Regions from separate parts of the Ovis aries genome. Here region 2 is linked to region 1. The links are chromatin contacts, called in public Hi-C maps. All regions are on one chromosome and are shown on one strand. The core of a region is the stretch at or near the end of the contact, and the rest is flanking DNA. Distances in the headings are between cores, read along the strand shown. Region 1 overlaps TCF4 (transcription factor 4). Region 2 has its middle 110 kb from the start of TRNAC-ACA.

The links. Hi-C and Micro-C count contacts between places; a contact is called where the count stands out from the background.
Region 2: a Hi-C map of hypothalamus shows a contact between it and region 1, with 3 times the contacts expected there. The contact joins two enhancer-like sites. A contact is called at or near these places in 2 of 16 Hi-C or Micro-C datasets (hypothalamus and omental adipose tissue).

The regions. Positions count from the first base shown.
Region 1 is chr23:54,957,375-54,963,166 of ARS-UI_Ramb_v3.0, reverse strand. The region is part of intron 14 of TCF4 (transcription factor 4); the gene reads left to right. Among named protein-coding and RNA genes, the nearest start is that of CCDC68, 280 kb to the right of the region's middle. Within about 2 kb of position 3,121, at least 8 of the 54 cell types and tissues checked have an H3K27ac peak or open chromatin away from gene starts, as enhancers often do. A contact at or near this core is called in hypothalamus, where this site is marked.
Region 2 is chr23:56,037,876-56,043,360 of ARS-UI_Ramb_v3.0, reverse strand. No RefSeq gene overlaps it. Among named protein-coding and RNA genes, the nearest start is that of TRNAC-ACA, 110 kb to the right of the region's middle. Within about 2 kb of position 2,935, at least 11 of the 54 cell types and tissues checked have an H3K27ac peak or open chromatin away from gene starts, as enhancers often do. A contact at or near this core is called in hypothalamus, where this site is marked.

The DNA of each region.
Region 1 (5,792 bases), core at 1,872-4,371:
TTACAGTCCTATACAAGGACCCAGTGCTTGCCTTTGGGGTGCTTACATTTCAGAAGAGGTATAGGCTTTGTGAATAGCAGCCAAACAACATCCTTGGAGCGTATGCCCTGCCCTACTAGACAATGGCCTCGAGTGATGTCCATCATTAACAGTTAGGGGAGAGCCCTTTCCAGATCCAACAAGATGTTGAGAGTTCTAGAGACCCAGGCAGACTAGGAGGAATGAGAGTAAGGGGGTCTGTAGGACAAATAAAAGTGGGTCCTGGGGAGGGAGGTAGCCCTTGTGTCCCGGGGGACAGAAGATGGAAGGCTCAGCTTAGGCCTCGGGGATGTGGGAGTGAAGGCACCAAACAAGAGGTCACAAGCAGGTAACTGAAGATGGAGATGAAGAAATTTGAACAGGAGGGTACCAACGTGCTCCTTTGGTGTCCAGGTGAAGCATAAGGTATTGATAAGCTATCTTAGACTTAAGCCATAGGACAGTGAAAAGCCATGCAAGAATCTTGATGTGCAAGGGCCCAAGGGCAGAGGATACAGCATTTACACGCTGAGTATTTCAGAAGGGATGGGGAAGAAATGTTTTGTTACACAAGCTTCTTTACACTTCCACTGCTTTTCCAAAAATGTTACAATCAGCAGGTGTTACTTGCATAACAAAGAAAAGCATTTTAAACATAAAGGCCTGATTCTTCCCCTGTAGAGGTCATTATAGAGTATTGAGTAGGGTTCCCTGGGCTGTACAATAGATTATTACCTTCTATAGATATAGTAGTGTGTATATGTCAGTCCCAGTCTGCCAGTTTATCCCCTCTTCCCCTTGGTAACCATGTTTGTTTTCTACATCTGTGACTCTGCAAAAGAGTGGGTAAATATATACGTGTAACTGATTCACTTTGCTATATAACAGAAACTAACACAGCTTTATAAGTCAACTAAATTCCAGTAAACATTAATTTTTAAAAATGTTTTAAATGAAAGCCTGTTAGTTAAGGATAAATCCCTAGTAACAGGCTTCTTGGGCCAGCTGCAGAGCACTTTGTGTGCCAGGCAGCCAGACACAGGTGTGTTTATTCTGCAGGGACCGGAAATTCCGACACGTATCCAGTGTCCAGTTGTCTTTTCCTTCACTCTAGCAAAAGAAGCTGCTTACGGGTAACTGCAAATTTGCACCATAATCTCTGTGCTGCGTGGGCTTAGTTCACTAGGCTTGGATTAGTTCCCCCCATCCTGGGGCCAGGAAGGGCCGGAGTGGACTCTGCTAACCAGCCCCCAAGGCCCCCCGCCCGATGGGCTTCATCCAGTTCTAGTTTCCGGTGTAGGAAAGTGATGTAAAGTATTGGGGGCAGAGGGTGGGGATACAGAGGAGAGAAATGAAACAGTTTTAATAGATGAAACTTGAGTTAAGGGGGAAAAAAAAAAGATGAACTGAAATCACATAACTGCCATTTGCATTTCTCAAACTCGATCACAGAATCATTTATTTTTAACCATTTTGGTGGACATCATGAGAGTTTCAGCCCGGCTGACCCCGTGACAGGTTAACACTGCCAAGGTCAGGGTCGTTTAGACATGCTTAAATCCTTTCGAATGTTATTTTATCATCTGGGGAATAAGCGTTAAATTCATTTCCAAGAATTGCCCAGTTAAGAAATACCTTCCGTTTTCAGATAAAGCATAGTTGAAGCTGTGAGATTTCTGGGGAGGGGAAAATTTTTTTTTTTTTTTTTTAAGAAAATTAGGTTTTCTCCCAATGAACATTTTAAGAATCAAGATCCAAACTTAAGAATTGAATCCAGATCTGACTTGAGTGAAAAGTCCTTTCAATGTGTAATCACATGAGTTTTTAAAAATGGTCTGTTAATTTTTTAAAACTGAGGAATGTGGAAATTATATTCGTGGTTGAAGGGTCTCCCAGATGCCACAGCTTTCTCACACGAAAGAGTTGGTTTGCAGAGCCTACTCTCGTTTTCTACAGAATTCAGTGCCTCTGATACTGTTTCTCAATATCTACCACTGCTATTTCATGAACTTCCGAGTTCCCATCTGTGAGCTATTAAAGTTTGCAAGACCACTTCCCACCTCTGTAAAAGATGCCCCTTTTGGACTCAGTGGTATTTTTTGCACATTTGAGAAAATGTTTGCTTTCCTCTGTTATGACACAGATCTGGCAAGATAATTGAAACTGAAATCGAGCACTCTCTGACTGTCATGTATAATTGATATTTCATGAGGAGATTACAGTTCAGACACCAAAACTGTTTTCTCTGTCAATGGGTGTCTAATTACAGTAAAAAGCCCATCAACATTTTTTTTTAATGATTATAGCAAAACAAGAGAAAGTTAAAAGAGAGAAAAGTAAAAGTTACCAGGACTTTTTTTCTGGGCCCATTCTCTTGTTGTTATTTTCCTTCTTTCTAAAAAACACCTCTGTCAAAAGGAAATTTTTGAACACGATGCCATTAATTACAGACTTTCATTTTGAGATACCAAAATGTTTCTAACAGCATTTCTGGTTTTGTGTCATTATCTCTGGATCTAAAAACTAATGACAAATTTCCTAAAGTTCCCACCCTATACTCTTTTAGAAGGATTATGGTAGGGGAGAAGGAACTGAGGTCTGAAAGCCTGTTTTGAAGCAGTTATTGCTGGAGATAACATTAACAAGGATTGAATAACTGCCAAATGAAATTTAATACATTTTCCCATCCATGCAATAGGCTTCTTAAATACAACAGAATAATTACTTTCATAATACTCCCTGGAAACAAAGAGAGCAGAAACACTGAATGCCTTTTTTGTTTGTGATGTCTGTTGTGAGCGCGAGGATCAGGAGAAGGATGTTTACCAGGGCACTCTCCGTGCATCCCCGCATAAAAAACAGCGTTGCCAGCAGCCACCTCATTTGAAGTTGCATATCTTTAAAATCTGTTTATGTTGGAGGAGTTGTGGCAGCTATTAAATTTTGTAATTCAGTTAGACATCTTGGCCTTGGCTTGAGTTGGTGGACTATGATGGTTTTCCCCTCAGTGATAAAACGAAAGTGATTTTCATATCTGCATCTACATACACACACACACACAGACACAGAGAGAGAGTTTTAAAATGAAAACTCCAGGAAGTAGTTTGTCCCTAAACTCTGCTCCCCTCCTCTCTGTGCATGCGTGTGTGAGTGTGTATATGTATTTGTGTGCTAACTCGAATCAGTCATGTCTGACTCTTTGCAACCTTACAATAAGACTGTAGCCCACCAGTCTTCTTCTCCAGGCAAGAATAATGGAGTGGGTTGCCGTTTCCTTCTCCAGGGGATCTTCCCAACCCGGGGATTGAACCCATGTCTCCTGCGTTGGCAGGCAGATTCCTTACTGCTGGACCTTTGGGTATGCCCTGCCAAATTGGGGGAGGGGGACATCTGGTTCCAGGCTGGCCTGTTCATGGGATGGTCCACTTCTGCTTCAGAATGATGAGCCAGGCCCTCAGATGATCTCAGCATTCTGAACTCAGAACTACTAAAACAAAGAGGGAGTTAGGGGCAGGTTCAGAACCTGGAAGGATGTCCTGGGAGCTCCTGTGAAAGAAGAGTCCAGGGTGTGGTCCAGAGTGGGCAGAAGCCAGAGAGAGAGGTACCAACAGGGGTGGGAGAGGCCGGGATGGCCCCTGGGGACAAGGGATGGCCGTAGGTCACAGGAGTTCCCCAGGCCCTGAGCTTTAGTCACCAAATCTTCCTGTTACGGCTGAGTAATATTCCGTCGTGTACCGCAGCTTCTTCATCCATGTCCCTCCGTCTGTCGATGGACATCTCGGCTGCACCCATGTCCTGGCTCTTGTAAGCAGTGCTCCAGGAACAGGGCTGCATGTGTCCTTTAGAAGTCTGATTGTTCCCAGGGTATGTGCCCAGTAGTGGGATTGCTGGGTCACATAGTAGTTTTATTCCTAAGGAACAAATTTGAGTCCATTCTAATGAAGAGTATAAACCTAGAACTTGCTATACAGAGTGAAATAAGTCAGAAAGTGAAAACCAAATATGCTATATTAACAAATACGTATATGGAATCTAGACAAATAGTATTGGCGAACCTATTTACAGACAAGAAATGGAGACACAGACATACAGAACAGCCTCGTGGACGCTGCGGGGGAAGGGGGGCAGGGCAACGTGAGAAAGTAGCTTTCGTGTGTATACGCTGCCATGTGAAGTAGGTAACCATCGGGGGTGTAACACAGGGAGCCCAGCCGGGTGCTGTGGGTGACATAGAGGGATGAAAGCGGCAGGCGAGGCTCAGGAGGAGAGGACATGTATATAATGATGACCGATTCACGTCGATGTATGGCAGAGACCACCACAGCATTATAAAACAGTTATCCTCTAATAAATAAAATTTTAAAAAAGAAATCTTCCTGTTAAATCTCCTTTTACCTGAGCAAGGCAGAATGAATTTCTGGTCCTTGCTGTTAAAATCACCTCAGTAAATTGATCACTCCGTGAAAATTCTACCAAGGATCGCTGTAAGCCCCACACAGGCCAGGGCCCACATCTAAGTTATTCACCATGCATCCCCAGCACCTTCCAGAATGACCACATCAGCTAGATTTGCTGAATTAATAAATATACTCTCTGATCAATTAGCAATTATTGAATAATGTTTATATTTTAGTTCTGTCTTCTATTTTTAGCATAGATATATCTAAAACCATATGGTATGTAACTATAAGAAGACTCTATTGTTAAAGACTGCAAAAAAATTTACAATCAGTATTGATAAAGCTGTTTTCATTGGCTGCCTTTTAACTTCATTGCTTATCTAGATGAAAAGGTTCTCAAAATAGGACTTTAATGAAATATGGATTTTCTGGGTGCCATCCTTAGAATTGATTTGTAGGTTAAAGGAATCTGCTTTTTTTCTAGTCACATTATTATGTATTTGTAAGTGGGCAAATCCTGACTCTCATATATACAGATGGCAGTATTGGTCTCGCATCTATTTCTGAGTTATTCTATTGATGGGTTTGTGCTGGCCATTCACTGTGGTTTTTTTCTTGTCTCTTATGTGACCAGAAATAATGTTTCTGAGGGAGAAGTAAATAGGGTTAGGAAATGCTGTCTGTGGCCAAGGAAGCAAGCAGAGCAAAGCTAATTCTTCAAATTGGAATATTATTCCACAGACACGGGCAATGGAATGGATCCTGGAGAGTCAAGCTGATTAGATGGATCCATGGATCTAGACCTATCGTTATTGATCCATTTGTTCCTGAAATATACTACGAGAGAGACCTTCTGATATCACAGAGAATGTTTTCAACTTCCTTTATGGAAAAGAATGTATTATTTCAGGGGCTCTCAGGTGATCTTTAGAAAATTAAAGTTAGGTAATATGCGTGGATAAAAGCCAACATCTAGTCAGAACAGCCACCTTCTCAAACATATTTATAGATCATTTAAAATTTCGCTGTCATTCTGCAGGAGAAAGATTTTAAACCAAATGGACACGAACAACGTAGAGTGCAAAGAGGATCATAAGTGAAAGCAGCCTGACTTCTCAGGTTTCTTAAACTGTGTAGACTCTTACTTATATGTAGTAAGCAAGTATTTTCAGCTGAAACACCTAACAGTGTCGGTAATTATTGGGCACCTTTGTGTACCAACTGTCTTGCATACTACTGCTCCTTGCAATAAACCTGAGATTTAGTCACTGTCACTTCCAGTGTTATTTTCTCCATTTTGGGTTTGAGTAACTTACCCAAGATTATATAACAAGTAAAGAAACCAGTTACAGTTAGAACCTACATATTTTCAAC
Region 2 (5,485 bases), core at 1,686-4,185, 1.1 Mb before region 1:
AATGGACTGTTGCCGAGTACCACGGTGCTGAGCGCTGAGCACTGGCTTTGTCAGGAGTCCCGGGGCTCTTCTCCCCACAGTCCTCCCCTCTGTTTCCATTTCTGCATCTGTCTTGCTCATCCCTATTCTAGTCTTGTTCCTATCTGGCATGTCTGGTGACTTGGCAGGGTAGGAAGGAAAGAGACAGAAACCAAATTACATGGACACCATGGTGTGGTCTTTGAGAGAACTTGACACGGACTCCATGGAGGGGAGGCAGGGATCTGAAGGGAATGAGGCGATCTCTCTGAGCTCCATAGCCCTTGTGATCCACAGTTCAGCTAAGGGATCTCTTTTGCAGAGTATGATGGGCTGAATGCTTGGGTTCCTCCCAATTTTGCATATTGAAACCTAAACTTACTGTGAAGGTATAAGGAGGTGGGGCTTTGGGAAGTGGTCAGGTCATGAGGGTGGGGCCTTCAGGAACGGATCAGTGACCTCGCACATGTAGGAGAGACCTGAAGAACTCTCACACCCCTTCCATGACGTGAGGGCACAGAGAACCAGAAAGCGGGCTGTTATCAGACACTGAATTTGCTCTACCTTCATTTTGGGCTTCTGGCTTTCAGGATCATGAGGAATAGATTTCTGTTGTTGATTCACCACTCAGCCCTGTGGTATTCCCTTATGGCAGCCTGGATGGTCTTGGACATATGGCAATGCATGGGGTGGGGTGGACATTTCTCTTCATCTTCAAGTAGCTTCTAAGCTACTTCTTAGTGATCAGCTGCTTCTGGATCACAAGGACAAGAGCATCCATGTGTGGGATGTGGCCCCAGAGTGGAAGAAGAAGCAGTCTGACTCCTCAGGAGGCTTGAGATCTCTCCTGGGGTCTTCCAGAAACATCTCAGAAAGTAGGAGGAGCACATCATAGTCATAGGGCCATGGGCTCTGGAGCCACACTGGCAGGGGTGAGCGGGGTAGTGGAAATCACTGGTAGTGTGACTGTGACCTCCACACACACCAGAGCTAGACGGATATGAGAACACTTGTTCCTGGCCTTTCAGATTAATTCTGTTTACGCAAGCCCTCACCTCCATTGACAGGCCCAGAGGGGAAGCACACACAGGCCAGCATCTCTGGCCTCGACCCGTTCACTCCCCGACGTGCCCATTGCAGCCTCTCTCTCTTCCCTTCATCCTCACTGGCTCCCTGACTCTCTTCTCTGACTCTCAGTCCCTCCTGGATTTGGTTGCCCATTTGGGAAGGTTGGAAGTGTTAATCATTCAGTCATGTCCAACTCTTTGCAACCCCATGGACCATAGCCCACCAGGCTCCTCTGTCCATGGAATATTCTTATACTGGAGGTGGTAGCCATTCCCTTCTCAAGGGGGTCTTCCTGACTTAAGGATCAAACCCAGGTCTCCTGCATTGTGGGCAGATTCTTTACTATCTGAGCCACCAGGGAAGCGTTATTTTGTTACTATGGGAAGTTCACCGCTGTGGGGATTCTGTTTCGCACATCTGGATCCACACTGCCTGGGGCAGGTGAGAAGCCCTCCTGGACCACATCTGGGTACCTGGGGACTCCCCCGTGCCCTGTCCTAGAGAATGCAAAGCAGTCGCTCCTTCTTTCAGTCACTTGCAAAGGTACTTTCACCACTGAAAAGAGCAACTGAGTCCACTTGGGCATCTCAGTCCTAGTAGCTGATTTGCCTTCATAAATTATTTCTCTTGGGTGAATTTGCCACTTAAAGGCAAAAAAACAACATGAGTAAACCTTCTTCTTATAAATCTCTACAATGACCATTTTTGGCAGAAATGACAGATTGGTGGGGAAAATTTTTTCAGTTGAGAAAGAGTGTGTAGAGGATGCTTATAGTCAATATTAACATGTGTATGAGTCTCTGGGAATCACGTTACAAGTGGAGATTCTTGGGAAGCTGCTGTATTGTACAGGGAGCTCCGCTCACTGCTCTGTGATGACCGAGGTGGGTGGGAGATGGGAGGGAGGTCCAAGGGGGAGCAGATATATGCACTCATGTAGCTGATTCATGTTGGTGTACAGCAGAAACTAACACAGCATTGTTAAGCAATTATACTCCAAATTAAAAAAAATTTTTTTTAAACAAGGGAAAAATAAAAATAAAAAATAAGAAAAGTAGAGATTCTGATTCAGAGGGTCTGAAGTAGCAAGTGACATGCAACATTTCTAACCAACTCCCAGGCGACGGCACTGAGACCGCACTTTGAGGGGCCAGGCCTTAAATCACTCGTGACACCCGGGCAAAGTTCTCTCTCTGCACCCGTGATGTCTTCTCCTAATTCAGGCAGTGAAATTCCTACCCGAAATGTTGAATGAGCCTATTAGGCTGGCTATTTGAAAAAGGAAGAGACGTTTCTTATAACTGAAAAGGAAATCATTCCAAACTGGAGTTCAGTTACATAAACAAAGTTTTGTGAATGATGTTCTTGTTTGCTTACAACTGGTATTAATACTGTTTTAAAATGCTGCAGAGATGGCATGGGAATTTGCTGCGTGTATGTGATGTGGGGGTTAGATATCATTATGACCGAAAGTACACTGTGCGGAAACCATGCCTTTAATCAGAGAAGCTTAACCATAAGCTACATCTCGAAGGTGGAAGGCGGTTATGAGAACTGACAAAAGTTAAAAAAAAAAATACTCATTTGCAGAATCAGAGTGGGGGCCTCCACTCCCTCACCTTCCCTTCCTTTTTTCTGTCTGGCTGCGTGGTCACGGTGGTGTTTGCCATCTCCCCAGAGAGCCCAGCTGGCTGCCCAGCCTCCATCAAACGGCCCCACTGGGTCCTCTTTTAGGGCAGCAGTGGGAAGGAAGTGCAAGGAGTTTGGTTTTATTTTGTTTCCCTTTGAGTCTGTTGCCCAGGGCGTCCTCTGGGTGATGCTAGAAGATAAGTTCTTGTTATGATCAGAGCTCTGTGACTGTCCCCTGCTGTCCCCGGCCCAGGAACCCAGGTGCAGGCCCAGGGCACCAAGCTAGGCCCGATGAAGGATGCTGAAGGTGAAGAGAGCTGGTTCCCACCACTGTGGGCTTTAGAAAGGAGTTGGGAAGGGAAAAGCCACAGCTTTGAGATCACTGACCACGTCCAGCAGGAAATCGTGAGTTCCAAGTGAGTGATACACACGATGAGGATGTGGGCTGAGAAGGACACGGGAAACTTGAATGAGGTCATCAGAAAAGCTCCATCAAGAAGGTAGCAACTGATGTTATCTTGGAAGGGAAGGGAGAATTAAGTAGTGCCTGAGAGGTCTGAGATAGTACAGCCTCTGAGAACAACCTCTTCCCAAATCCTGTCTGGGAATGGCTTGGGGAGGAGAAGAAAGCGACGTGTTGGTTTATTTTGCTGCTAGAGGATGCCAATGGCCCTAGCTGAGGCCACACTGAATACCATCAGCCAAAAGCAGGCTTGGAATGCACAGCACACCTTGCCAGAAGGATTCTGTTGCTCGCTCAACACGACTCAGAATCAGGTGCAAAAAGGAATACAGTTAAGCTCTCTAGCTTTACTTTCTTAAAAGCATGCTTTCTGGGGAGACGCTCTAATCGGGCAGCCCAAAATATTCTCTGTACTTCAGGAACCCCCTTAGCATCTGATTTTCAGCTTGACATTTGTATTTTAAACCCCAAGCATTCAATTTTTGAGCCATTGGTAGATACAGAATAATAATGGCAGGGCTGGAAAAACTCCATGATGATCTTAAAAATAAAAGAAGGCTAGAGCTATTTTTTAATTTTATTTTAAACTTTAGGCTTCACATTTCAAAGTTTTATCAAACTGCTTCCCCCTCCCATAATTTGAACCATTGTTTTCCAAGGGAAATTTAATAATAAGAGCCACCATGTGCTTCTGCTTAATTTTGGAAGCTTGTGTTATGCAGTCAAAGATTCTCATTTGAAAATAATTCCTGTCCTTATTCTAAAACTGCCAGGGGAATAAAATTTGAAAAACATGTTGCAGCTCTCAAGTTTATGTTTTGCCTACAGCCAAGCAGCGCTGGAAGATCAAAGTTTGGAGAGAAGATCTGAAGTTAGAACCACTGCCTTTGCAAGGCTCTCACAAACCGAGAGCTGGAGCCCAGCAGCTGCCTGGCCGGGTCCTTGGCAATCAGCTCTGGGGCGGATGGAGGCCCCTGCGCTTCCTCCAGGCAGGGCCGGGCCTCAGGGCCCCTGCGGCCTAGAATCAAACCTCCAGAGAGATGGGCTGGCGGTATTTTTAGTCTGCGGGTGCAGCCCGGTGTAGGCTTCTTGCATTCCACAGTTTGCTTATGGGAGGTGCGGGCAGGAGCCCTGCCTATGCTTGTCGTGCGCTGGGTCTGCCCTGAGTGGGGGCCGTTTGTCAACCTGACAAATCCATCTAATCAAGTTTCAAGATGGGCAAACTGGGGCATGTTTGCTCTTCTCAAGCTGCCTCTTGTTCTCTCTCTCAAAATGAATATAGGTATATGTTTGTGTATATGTTTATGTGAGCATGTGTGTGCATGTATGACTATATATAGTATATATTTTATACGGCGGCAGTGGTGATGGATTAGTCGCTAAGTCATGTCTGACCCTTGAGACCCCATGGACTGTAGCCCGCCAGGCTCCTTTGTCCATGGGATTCTCCAGGCAAGAATATTGAATTGGGTTGGCATTTCCTTCTCCAGAGGGTCTTCCCCACCCAGGAATCAAACCCATGTCTCATGCATTGAAGATATATATATATATATATATATATATATATATATATATATTTCCTTCAATGCACACACGTGTGTGTGTTTACATATGTATGTTTCTTAAGCCCTAAAGCCCCATTCCTCTCTCCCTTATCAAATCTCTAACTTGGCTTTTCTAAGTCTCTGTAGAATTGCCTGTAGAATGTGATTTCTTAAAGCACCAGAACAGCATTGAGGCAAACAGGAGAACTTCCAAGACCATATCCATACCTCCCCCTTCACCTCCTCTGGGAATTTCTATTTGCTGGTGGCAAGCCTGGCTCAAGGGTTCAATTGTACATTCAAAACGTTATGAGTCAGAAATCGTAGGCATCTAAGTAGGTGTGTGAATCAGACTTAAAGGTGGCTCCTTAATGACAAAATTACCAGCCTTGCACCACTGAAAATGAACTCGGCCTGCAAACACCCCTTGGGACAGGCAGAAGCAGAAGCTGAACTCTGGACTGCTGGCAAAGGGTGATGGGAAGCCCAGCGCCTTCCTCTGTGGATGGGATCTGGGGGATCGCGCTGAGGGCAAGCGTTCCGGAGAAGGTTCTCCGATGTGGCACCGGTACCATCGAGGTTTCCTGTTGACGGCGGTTCCCCCGGCATCTGTTCTAGGAGAAGCATGCGAAGCAGCTGCTTGTTTTCAACCTGATCAGGCTCCCCTGGCACTTCTCAATTTCAGAGAGATGGGTTTTTTCCACAGAGCCTGGGTTTTCCAGTGGTGTCTAACTTTGCGGTCCTTGATACACTTTCTGCCGTT